Linked DNA regions of Mus musculus: all the other regions are linked to region 2. Evidence: chromatin contacts called from public HiChIP or PLAC-seq data. All regions are on one chromosome and are shown on one strand. The core of a region is the stretch at or near the end of the contact, and the rest is flanking DNA. Distances in the headings are between cores, read along the strand shown.

Region 1 (3,775 bases), core at 369-2,868, 320 kb after region 2:
GTAAATGACCTTGGTCATTTCACTTACAACTGTCCATAACTCCAAATTTAGGGATTCTGATGACCTTTTGTGGTCTCCATGGCACCCAGCATGGATGTGGCACTCAGACAGACAGACAGACAGATAAAACATTCATAAACATAAAAATAATTATATAATTATATAATTATATATATATATATATATATATAGAGAGAGAGAGAGAGAGAGAGAGAGAGAGAGAGAGACAAAGTCTCACTATGTAGCTCTGACATGTAAATCAGGCTGGCCTTAAACACACAGAGATCTTCCCGCCTCTACCTCTTGAGTGTTAGGATCAAAGGTGTGTGCCTCTACTCCAGGAGTACCCTTTTTTGTTGTTGTTGTTTTACAATTTTTAAAAAAATATTTCTGAAATCACAAGAATTACATCTTCTTCCTCCTTTCCTTCTCTCCCCAAATCTTCCCACAAACTCCTTTTGCTTTTCTTCTCAAATTCATGACCTCTATTGCTTTAATTGTTATGACATACATATACACTATATATACATATACATGAGTATATATGTACATATAAGAATATATGTATATATATATATTCCTAAATATAGAAATAAAAAGCTACATACATATATGTACACATATATTACATATATATAATATATGTATGCTTTCAGGGAGGCCCTCTTGTCTTTGGGTACCCAATATGGAGGCTCTTTCCTGGAGAAAACTAATTCTGCTGTTAGCTGTAATTCCTTTTCTGGGACTGAGGCTCCATGAGAGGCCCCTCTTCCATGTTAGCCAGTCTGTAATTGGTGTTGGTGTCCTCGTTCAGGTCTGGTTAGGTAGTCATGACAATGAAACTTCACGGGTGTTGCCTCTCTGACATTTCTAGGAGGCAAATATTCTTTTTTTTAAAGATGTATTTATTGTTATATGTAAGTACACTGTAGCTGTCTTCAGACACACCAGAAGAGGGTGTCAGATCTCCATGTGGTTGGTGGGATTTGAACTCAGAACCTTTGGAAGATCAGTCAGTGGGAAAATGTTCACAGCCAACTTCCTGGCTCTCTGTCTCCCACATTCTTCTCACCCTCTCCTCTGTTCTGAGTTCTCAGGGCAGGGGTTGTTGCATCTGTTGGGTTCAACAACACTGCCGAGTGTTCTCTGTGTTAGATCATCTGTGGGCTTTTGTAACGGTCTCCGTCTGTTGTAAGGAGACACTTCTTTGATGAGGATGAGACCTATGCTTTCTGTGGGTATAGGATAAATATGTAGAATGTAGTTAGGAATTACGCTGATTTTGTAAGAAGGTAGGTATAGGTTCTCCAAGAGCCATGATTCACTAGTCTGGGGCAGTTGACTAAGGAGCAGACATGATTTCCCTCATGTTGTATGGGCTTTAAGTCCAACTAGAGAACTCTCAGCCCCTGTTAAAGTATAGGTGCCACTATAGCGACCTTGCGGGTGCTGTGCTCATTGCTTTAATTCCCAGGCATCATAGCTGGGAAGAGCTATTGCTTGCTTCCTTAAACATTTTAAGCTGTCTGTTTTCACAGAGTTGGCAACCCAGGGTGCCCCGTGGCAGAAGCCTGACCTAGCTTACAGCTGATGACCCCTGCTGCTATGGCGACAGGCAGGTTTCTGGTGAATTCAATTACTAGGCTTCCACACTGAGAGCAGAGACCAGGAATTGGCCTCCTGCCAGAGACTTTGAGACTTTGAGAAAATTTACTTCACAAAGAAAGCTTGGCGGTGGGGGGTTGGGGAGGCTAGTAGGGAGGGAGCAATCTGGATTTTAGATGGTTAAAACCGTTTACCAAGGGTGGAACCGAAATTCAAGGTGACTCTAAATAGCATGGGGAATTGAGACTGGCACCACACCCTGTCACATGTTTATTCACTCAGAAAATTTGAATTGTACTGTTTTAAATGTTCATGTACACACACACACACACACACACACACACACACACACACACACACACACACACACACACACATGCACATTTATGTCCTTGTCTGGTATCATAGGGCTTTTCTTGCACTCTGGAAGGTCTTTCTCTTTTTTGTCTTTGTTTTTGTCCCAGCCTTCCCAGTGCTGTGCTGCTAGGTGTGGGCCACCATACCTGGTTTGCAGTATCCTTTCCCCCAAGCACTGTGAATGGAAACCGAGGATTCACACCTACCAAATGTATCAACATTTTAATTTTGATTGTTTTTAATTGAGTGCGTGTGTCCATGGGTGTCTTTGGGTGCTCCAGGAGGCTAGAAGTGTAAGATCCTGAGCAGGTAGGGTTAGAGGCAGTTGTGAACTCCTGGATCTTGGTGATGGGAACTGAACTCTGATCTTCTGCGAGAGCAATGCACTCTCCCCTCCCCCGACCTTCCAACCCCCACCCCCGCTAAAACAGGGTTTCTCTGTGTAGCCCTGGCTGTCCTGGAATTCACTCTGTAGACCAGGCTGGCTTTGAACTCACAAAGATCTACCTCTGTCTCTTGAGTGCTGGGATTAAAGGCAGGCACTACTATGCCTAACCTCCTTATTTTTATTTTTATTTACATTTTAAAAAATATTTATTTTGGGCTAGAAAAATAGATTATTGATTAAGAGCAAGTCCTGCTCTTCCAGTGGATCTGATTTCCAACACCCTGATCGGAGACTCACAACAACCTGTAATTCCAGTTCCAGGGGAGATGAGGACTCCTAGAACACTTGCATTCACAAGTACATACCCTCCCCCCATACACACACATACACACATATACACTCATACACATATACACATATACACACATAGACAAATATGCATATATACACACACATATATATACTCATACACATATACATATACACATATACACTCACACACATTCACACACATATATACACTGTATATTTACACACACATACACACATATACACTCACACTATACACATATATACTCACACACATATAAACTTACATACATGTACCATACACAAATACATACACAAACACACATATATACTCACATATATACATATACATACATATAACCCACACACATATATGCTCACACATGTACATATATATGTACACATATACATTTATACACGCATACATACAAACATTCACACACAGTTTTAAAATAAATATTTTTATATTTCTGTATGTGGCATGTGCCCACTGTGCACTTGTGTGAGCACAGAAGACAGAGTCTAATGTCAATATCCTCCTAGATTCACTCTCCATCTTTATCTTAGTTTCTGAGATAAGGTTTCAAATGGCTCGGGCTGGCCTTGAATTCACTATGCAGTACAGGATGACCCTGAGCTCCTGGCTCTCTTGCCTCCACTTCCAAAGCCCTGGCATTGCTAACACATGCCTCTGGGTGCCAGGGACTGAATCCAGGTTTTCATGCACGCTAGGCAAGCGTTCTTCCACTGAGCCACATGCCCAGCCCTGTGCCAATCTAAAGCTCTATGGCTCTGTGTTGGATATATTTGTCTTAAATATATGAGGCTACATTTCATTTCTTCCTTCTTTCTCCTTCCCTTTCTCTGTAACACCCTTGCAGGGAGCATTCTTTATGGCTAAGCAAAGAGTATGCACTTTTCCAAGGACCTTATCCTGTTGTGAAGTTACTAGGGCTAGGATGCCACCCTGTGGGTACCCCGAGTGTGGGCATCCCGTTTCTGAGTTCAGAGTCTCATGTTCAGTCTCATGTTCAGAGTCTGGTACCACACAGTTCTGTTCTGTTTTTTTTTTTTTTTAAGATTTATTTATTTCATGTATGTGGGTATACTGCAGCT
Region 2 (3,896 bases), core at 441-2,940:
AGTTAAGGATTTGGAATTGAAATGTAAATACATATGGTATGACTTAGAATTGAAATAATTATGCAGGCTATGAGACAAGGTAATTTTATCTTCTTGAATTCTTTTTGATATTCTAATCACAGCAATTGATCAATATAAATAAGTATAATTAAAGAACTAATTCCAGAAAGAAAAACATACTAACAAACATCCAAATCTACAATTGGTTTTCATGAATTCTTTCCTGCGTCCTAGTTTATAATGGATCATTATTGGGAGGAAGTCTGACTTCCGCTTAAAATAACAAACAAATCACCACTCTGTTAAAACACAAAACAACCACAAACTAGGCTAAGGATGAAGTGTATCTGACAGAGTGCTTGCCTAGCATGCTGGAAGCCCTGGCTGCAACCCAAGTAAGGTATAAAACCAGGCATGGGTGTGCACACCTGTAATCCTAGCACCCGGAAGGTGAGGGCAAGGGAATCCTGACTTCAAAGTCGTCCTGAGCCACAAAACATCATCCTGGTTTGATAAGGGGGAAAAAAAGAGGAAAAGAAAAGAAAATTAAGGAATAGGAGGGACTTGGGCTAGAATACCTGAAAGGAAATTTTAAGCTAAAGTGTATATGGCACATGACTGGAGGGGACCATGACTTGAGTTGCCTTGGGGATCAGGTGGGAGGCTCATAGCTGTGGTGGTTTTGTGGTTAGGCAGCTCTGTATCCTGCCTCCAGCTTTAACCACTCACTGGACGTTAGTTAGGGAGTCCTTGCTCAAGTTACAGGAGCTCTAAAGCCCAGCCTCCTCATGGGTAAAACGGAGATGTCCACGGGCTATGTCACAGATGTTCATAAGACAGAATTCATACCAGGCATTTAAAGCAGGCAGATGTGCCCTGTCTAAGAAGCAGATTATATCCAACAAATGCTAGGCTCCTTCATGTGTGAAAGTGAACAGACCTGAGACGAAATTCACCAACAGGTCTTTGACAATCCCTCTGACTTTCTGACTGCCGAGTGCAGACCAACACACTATAGTCTCCAATGACGTGTGTGTATATGTGGATGACGTGATCACCATCTCCAGGTCCCTAGAGGAAGGCATGTGGGTTTCATCTACATGTAAAAAGAATAAATTAGGAGCAGGAAGTGTATCGGAGATCCTCTCTATTTATTTACCTATAGTTAGTTTTAAAAAATCTCTTTAAAACTCATCTTTTTATTCTTAAACAGTCATACATTTGCATAAAGTACTTTCTCGGACCCGCCCCCTCCACCCCTTCCCGCCCTCCTACTGCCTGTTGACTGCTTTCATCTTCCCAAGTCCCTCCGGTACTTCTGAGCCTTTTTGTTTGCTTTACTTTGGGTCTGGAGCCACGCTGTGTTCAGTCAGGGTTGCTTGCAGGAGCACGGGGCGGGGTTGTGGACCATGCACAACTAACCAGTGTCAACACCCCTGAAAAAACACGACTTGCTCTCCCCAGTCCCTTCTAATTTCCTTTAAGATCTATGTCTTTTACTTTATGTGTATGAGTGTCCTGTCTGCATGTGTGCCGAGGCGGTCAGACAATGGATCAGGTCCTCTAGAACCGGGGTTACCGGTGGTTGTGAGCAACCACTGTGTGCTGGGAACCTAGGTTCTCCTCTGAGCCATCTCCCCAGCCCTAGTTAGATACTTAGAAAGAGGATCTCACTGTGTAACTCTGGCTGGCCTGAAATTCACAGAGCTCTTCCTGTCTCTATTTCCTGAGTGCTGGAACCAAAGGCTTGCGCCCACACTGAGCTCCTTTTACTTTTACTTTCTAAATTAGAGAACGTGGACGCTGCTTCACAAAGTGTCCCGCTACAGCCGTGCACACAGGAGAGTTCCCCCAACAATGTACACAATCCCAGTCTCCAGGTCTTTGAGTTCTGTTGGAAACAAAACAAAACAAAACAAAAACAAAAACAAACCACCACCACCCCACAACAACAATAACAAAAAAACCACAAATGCCTTCCCCTGCACCCATAGGCCCGAGACAGAGCTTGGCAGGGATGCAGTGTGGCTGGCTTCCCCAAGGGTGCACAAGCTCTAGATCCAGAAGGAGGAGGCATTGTGCAGAAGAGCCCGGAGCAGCAGCCAGGCTTCCTTCGCACCAGCAACATCCCTGCTCCTCAAAGTTGTGACAGCCGGGAGTGGGGGTGGGTGGGTATGAGGGACTTTTGGTATAGCATTGGAAATGTAAATGAGCTAAATACCTAATAAAAAATGGAAATAAATAAATAAATAAATAAATAAATAAATAAATAAGTTGTGACAGCCTTCCCCAGGCCCAGGCTCACTAAGTTTTGGAGGCTACAAGGTAGCAGTCACCATAAAATCAACAGTAGTGTTCTCCGTCAAGCCGTGCAAACAGAAGAGGTTCTCCCAACGCGGGTGGATCCTGACCACCGGCCTCTGGCGGGACAGAATGTTCTGGTGGCCAGGCCGCAGAGAAAAGTCTGGCTTTGTGTTGTACAAGGAGGAAAATTCCTACTGCGGTTGGACGCAGCTCACTCTGAGCTAGGGTATCGCCTGCCACCTAGCGGCTCGCTCGCGGAAGAGGGCATGTTTCCACGAAAGCAAGGCCAAAAAGTTCGGTTCACGTTTTTTTTTTTGTTTGTTTGTTTTGTTTTGTTTTGTTTTTTTGTTTGTTTGTTTGTTTTTTTTAACACCTCCCGGGCTGCCAGGATCCCCCTTCTCAGGACAATGCCAAGGCTGGAGCCTTACAAAATACCGAGTACTAGTGTCTTTTTAGTATAGTTCGTCACTCTCCCACAGCTCCACCTGCTAGAAAGAAATGCAGAGAGAGCAGCGAGAGGAAGCTCCCGTTCAGCCATGGAAAGAGATCAAGTCACATACAGGACTAATGTGGGTGACAGAGACCATGGAACTGGAGTCAGTAAAGAGATCCTGGAAGGCGTGCGCGTGTGCGTGTGTGTGTGTGTGTGTGTGTGTGTGTGTGTGTGTGTACACGCACGCTTTTATTTTGTTTTGTTTTTAACTCCTAAAACTATTATTTCATTATGTTCATTATGTTTTTATGTGTATGGGTATTTGCCTGCATATATGTCTTGTGTATCAGATGTGTGCCTGGTGCCCTTGGAGGCCAGAAGAGGGCATCTGACCTCTTGAAACTGGAATTACAGATAATTGTGAGCCGTCATGTGAGTTCTGGGAATCAACCCCAAATCCTCTGTAAGAGCAGCCATTGCTCTTAACTGCTGAGTTCTCTCTCCACTGAATGCAGGCACCTCCTTATCTCTGAGTTATGACTGGTTCTGTAAGATGGGGAAGGTGGATGGTGGTGAATACAGCCCAAAAGCCTGGGTTTTCAGAGTCGGCCTTCATCCAGCACTGTACTGGCTTCTCTGGCTGGAACTCGGCTAGCCTCCTGGATTCTCTGAACAGTGGCTTCTGCCTCTTGCTTCACCTTTGACCTTCCTCTGCTTTCCACAGGGCCCTCACACCTCCCATGAATGCTGATATATTCAAGTAACGTGTTCTGTGGTTTACTCAGTGTTTGGCACATGATAAGCACTGGAGTCACAGCTTGTACTGCTGTGGGTTAGACAACAGATGGACCTGGCCTGGAGGCTCAGCAGAGAACCAGGGACTGCTCTGTGCACTAAGTCAGCCCAAGGCTTTGAGTCGGCCATTTTTGTTTGCATTCTTAATTTTGTGTCACTGGATAAACTGTGTCCATCCTTTGAGCCTCCTCAGCATGTCAGGATAGAAGAATATTCCTCTATCCTGCATTCATAGTAGAGCCATCTAGGGAAGTAGTTCTCACCCTGTGGGTCTCGACCCCTCTGGATTTCCATACCATACATCCTACGTATCAGATATTTACATTATGGTTCACAACAGTAGCAAAATTACACTTATGAAGTA
Region 3 (4,226 bases), core at 1,608-4,107, 390 kb after region 2:
AGTCCAAATTCATCATCTAAACGTGGGAGTGATAGTCCTGCTCTCTTAGAGTGTGGGTGACCACTACACAATAACTTCAAGCCCTAACTCCTGGCGTGGAGTGGTTATTGAAAAGCAAAGCGTATCATTCTGTCTTTCTGTAGACATCCTGGTTTCCCTTTGGAGTGGTTTCCTTAACTCTTGAGGGGTTTCTCCTTGCCAAGGTTGCCCTTCACAGTAAAGCATAACTATTAAAAATGAAGGCTTGGGGGTGGGGTGCAGATGTCTCGCTTGATGCTCTGTAGAAGACCCAGGTTCAGTTCTTACCACCATCATAACTCCAGTACCAGAGGACCCAACGCCTTCTTTTGACCTCCAAGGGCACCAGGCATCCACATGGTGGACACACAGATATTCACACTGGTAAACACTCATAAAATAAGTAAATCTAAAAAAAAATATTTAAAGAAAGAAGACTTGCAGCCGACTCTGTTGTGTGGGGTCTTGGCTCATGGAGGCGTGGTCAGCTGCTGGGCGCATGGTTTACTTTTTCCACAGTTCTGTTCTCATGACGTGAGGAAGATGTCAGTACGCACCCCTCAGTATTGTTTAGTGAAGTGTGTTATGAGATGGTGTACTGACTAGTTTTGTGTCAACTTGACACAGCTGGAGTTATTACAGAGAAAGGAGCTTCAGTTGAGGAAATGCCTCCATGAGATCCAACTGTAAAGCATTTTCTCAATTAGTGATCAAGGGGGAAAGGCCCCTTGTGGGTGGGACCATCTCTGGGCTGGTAGTCTTGGTTCTATAAGAGAGCAGGCTGAGCAAGCCAGTAAAGAGCATCCCTCCATGGCCTCTGCATCAGCTCCTGCTTCCTGACCTGCTTGAGTTCCAGTCCTGACTTCCCTTAGTGATGAACAGCAGTATGGAAGTGTAAGCCGAATACACCCTTTCCTCCCCAACTTGTTTCTTGGTCATGATGTTTGTGCAGGAATAGAAACCCTGACTAAGACAGATGGGAACACCCAGGATCTCCTAGCATATAGCACCATGTTACCATTAGCTATTGTTACTATTAGTACTTGACCATCTCCCCTCCCCTCTCCCCTCCCCCTCCCCCTCCCTCTCCCCTCCCCTCCCCCTCTCCTCTCCCTCTCCTCCCTCTCCCTCTCTTCCCTCTCCCTCTCCCTTCCCCCTCTTCACCCCCCTCAGAATTCTTGTTAGCCTCATGCTTCCTCAGAATCTCCAGCTGTTGCTCTGTTACTTTATTTTCTAACCCTTCTTTTCTCCTCTTCATATCCAAACTACAGTTCTTACTAGACCTCTGTTGAGGTTTCTGCTTCCACGATAGGCCGCACATTTTTGGGAAACACAGCCATGTCAATGTTTACCTTGACGGGCATGGAGACTCATGGATGCAATCCTGGTACTTAGGAGGCTGACTCAGGAGGACTGCCACAAGTTCAAGGCATGCCTAGGCTACATAGTAAATGCTAGGCTAGCCTGGGCTTCAGATTAAAGTTCAGTTTCAAAAAACCAGAGTAAAAAAACCAACCAAACAAAAAAAATGTGTACCTTACCTGTGCTCCATGCACTGAGCTGAATGCTTGCTTTGTAAGGATTGACTCAGTAGTGAGCTTCAGAGCCTCCTGCCTTTACTCCCCAAGTGCTGGACTTGAAGGTAGTACCACCATGCCCACTTTATTTGGTGGTAGGGGTTGAATCCAAGGCTTCCAGAATACTAGGCAGGCATGCTATTAACTGAGCTGTATCTCCAGTCTAGGCTGGTCTTGAACTTACAGCCTTTCCATATGAGCCTCCCAGGTACTGACACTGCAGGTGTGCACCCAATTAATATGTTAATTAACATATAATTTTAAATATTGGAGAGGTATGTGAATATATTGTAGACTGATGATATGAAGCTAAAACTTATTTCATGTAGTCAGAATGTCTAAAATTTGATCTCTTAAATTTCAAATATAAAGTATGTTCTTTTGTCACCATTTTTTTTTTACCTGCTGAGCCATCTGCTGGTTCTTATATATTTCTTAAAATATTATTTACTTACTTCATCTTTGTGTGTGTGTGGATTCAGAGAACCACCTCAGGAGTCAATTCTTGCTTTCTTTTCATGGGAGAGTTTTCTTGGGGATTACAGTTGTGTACTACTGCATCTGGCTTTTTCATACGGGCTCCAGAGATCTGAGTTCAGGTTGCCAGGCCTATGCAGCAAGCACATTTCCCTGCTCCCTCCTCCAAACACCCCCTTCCCCACGGCTGGGCTGGGGGTACTCACAGGCACTAAGATAAATAAATTTTAAGATAAAGTAATTATTTAATTACTTTATCTTATTTTTATTATTTATTTATTATTTATTTATTATTATTTATTATTTTACATATTTCTTTATCTATCTCTATCATCTACCTATATGTCTGTATGTCTCTCTGTCTGTCTGTGTGCATAGGCATGCCACACTCAGAGGCCAACCAGTGGAATTCAGTTCTCTTTTTATAGCCTATGGGTTCTGAGGATCAAACTCAGGTTACCACGTTTGTTGGCAAGTTCCCTTAGTGGCTAAGCCATTTCACCACTCCCAAATATAATTAAGCAGATAAATACATGTGAAGGTGCCACTGAGGAAGACACCCAGTGTTGACCTCTGGCCTCCAAACACTCGTGTACACACACACACACACACACACACACACACACACACACACACACACACACACACACAAGTTCATGTATGCACAAACAAGAAATAAAGCTAATAGAGTGAGGCTGGAGAGATGGTGCAGAGGTTAAGAGCGCTGACTGCTCTTCCAGAGGTCCTGAGTTCAATTTCCAGCAACCACATGGTGGCGCATAACCTTCTCTGATGAGATCTGGTGCCCTCTTCTGGCCTGCAGGTATACCTGCAGGCATAATGCCGCATGTATAATACATAAACCTTAAAAAAAGTGAGTAGAGCAAATATATTTGTGCATAGACCACAAATATGCAAGGATATCTGTAAGATGAATTCCTATCAAGTGCAAGTGTTGCATTAGAGGGTCTGCACAGTTGGAAAAGAAACAGTACCGTTTGTTTTTCCCAGAGATGGCATTAGTTTGCTGCCTGCCGGTACTGACAGTGTGAGTGCTTGCTTCACCCGACCACACTGCCACTTTGGATTTAACCTATTTGTTTACTACCTTCTAACTACCAAAAGAACACATGAAACACCTCCACCATAACAGTCGTTTTTTTCTGAGTAAGAATCACAGATTTGCTTGGGTTTTATCTTTCTGATAGTGGGGCTGGATCTTCTGTCCTATCCTGTGGGTTGTACTCAGAGGGCTCGGGGCAGGTGACTGACCACAGGACTCAACCAGAATAGCTTCAGGTTGCCTGGGTAATTGAGACCCAGGCTGGTGCCCTGCCTCATAATGGAAATGCAAACAAGCCAAGTTCTATAATGGAGCACAGAGCCCTTGCCGGGAAACCACAAATTGCTGACTTGCTCCTGCAAAGATTATTCAGAAGCCAAGTCCAGAAATTCTAAAGACACATAAAAGCTGGGTTGGAGGAGGACTTGCATTTAGAAGAGAAGCCAGTAGCAATGGCTTTGGTGGTGCTTCCTAGAGAGACAGTGAGAAGCCATGGCCCTTCGCCACTCCTGATGGTCCCAGGACACTCAGGGTCCCTCCAGGAAGGATCCTGGCAGTGTCTCCATAGATAACGCTAGGGCTACGCATAGTGCAGATCCCGATTTGGTCACTCACCAGATCTCTGACCTTGGCGTGTGATATATTTTAAGGAATCTATGTCTCAGATATCCCCTTTCTTTGCTTCAGCTTTCTCAGCCATACATTGTTTGTTATAGCACCTGTCTTAGAAGGTCATTGTAAGAGTCAATTGGATAATTATGTTTGTATATGACTTAGCAAGATGTGTTGCTCTTTACAATGGCCTAATGTCATTACTATTAATAATAATTAATAAACAAGAGGGACCCAGGAAGGGATGTAAGGGGAAAAGTGTTTGGAGAAGGAACTGACTGACTGAGCTAGGTTTTGAAGAATCAAGATGGCTCGACACATTGGAATGAATGAAGTTTGTGTACAAAGGACTCACTTCCCTTGCCCCAGACCGCACACAGCGCCAGAGTCTTTGGAGCAAGACAATGCAGAAGAACGTCAGGGGTGAAAGGTGGCACTTACCCCACTGTGAAGAGTGACCAGGAGTACTGGCTCAAGTG

What was found. HiChIP or PLAC-seq counts read pairs in DNA pulled down with a chosen protein or histone mark.
Region 1: an H3K27ac HiChIP or PLAC-seq map of embryonic stem cells shows a contact between it and region 2, with 3 times the contacts expected there. The contact joins two enhancer-like sites. A contact is called at or near these places in 3 of 39 promoter capture datasets (the 3T3-L1 cell line and 3T3-L1-derived adipocytes), 2 of 15 datasets of contacts at CTCF or cohesin (embryonic stem cells and pro-B cells), 10 of 484 Hi-C or Micro-C datasets (B cells, the Ba/F3 cell line, the N1E-115 cell line and 4 more), 6 of 115 datasets of contacts at active chromatin or transcription factors (the 230-238 cell line, T-cell acute lymphoblastic leukemia, embryonic stem cells and 1 more) and 1 of 9 other capture datasets (embryonic stem cells).
Region 3: a contact with region 2 is called in an H3K4me3 HiChIP or PLAC-seq map of bone marrow-derived macrophages, with 5 times the contacts expected there. The contact joins two enhancer-like sites. A contact is called at or near these places in 3 of 115 datasets of contacts at active chromatin or transcription factors (bone marrow-derived macrophages, embryonic stem cells and memory CD8 T cells).

What each region holds. Positions count from the first base shown.
Region 1 is chr7:97,427,819-97,431,593 of GRCm38.p6, reverse strand. No RefSeq gene overlaps it. Among named protein-coding and RNA genes, the nearest start is that of Gm32945, 11 kb to the right of the region's middle. Within about 2 kb of position 1,618, at least 66 of the 459 cell types and tissues checked have an H3K27ac peak or open chromatin away from gene starts, as enhancers often do. A contact at or near this core is called in B cells, the N1E-115 cell line, cerebral cortex and 1 more, where this site is marked.
Region 2 is chr7:97,746,890-97,750,785 of GRCm38.p6, reverse strand. No RefSeq gene overlaps it. Among named protein-coding and RNA genes, the nearest start is that of Aqp11, 11 kb to the right of the region's middle. Within about 2 kb of position 1,690, at least 234 of the 459 cell types and tissues checked have an H3K27ac peak or open chromatin away from gene starts, as enhancers often do. A contact at or near this core is called in B cells, the N1E-115 cell line, bone marrow-derived macrophages and 2 more, where this site is marked.
Region 3 is chr7:97,360,297-97,364,522 of GRCm38.p6, reverse strand. No RefSeq gene overlaps it. Among named protein-coding and RNA genes, the nearest start is that of Alg8, 9.2 kb to the left of the region's middle. Within about 2 kb of position 2,857, at least 8 of the 459 cell types and tissues checked have an H3K27ac peak or open chromatin away from gene starts, as enhancers often do. A contact at or near this core is called in bone marrow-derived macrophages, where this site is marked.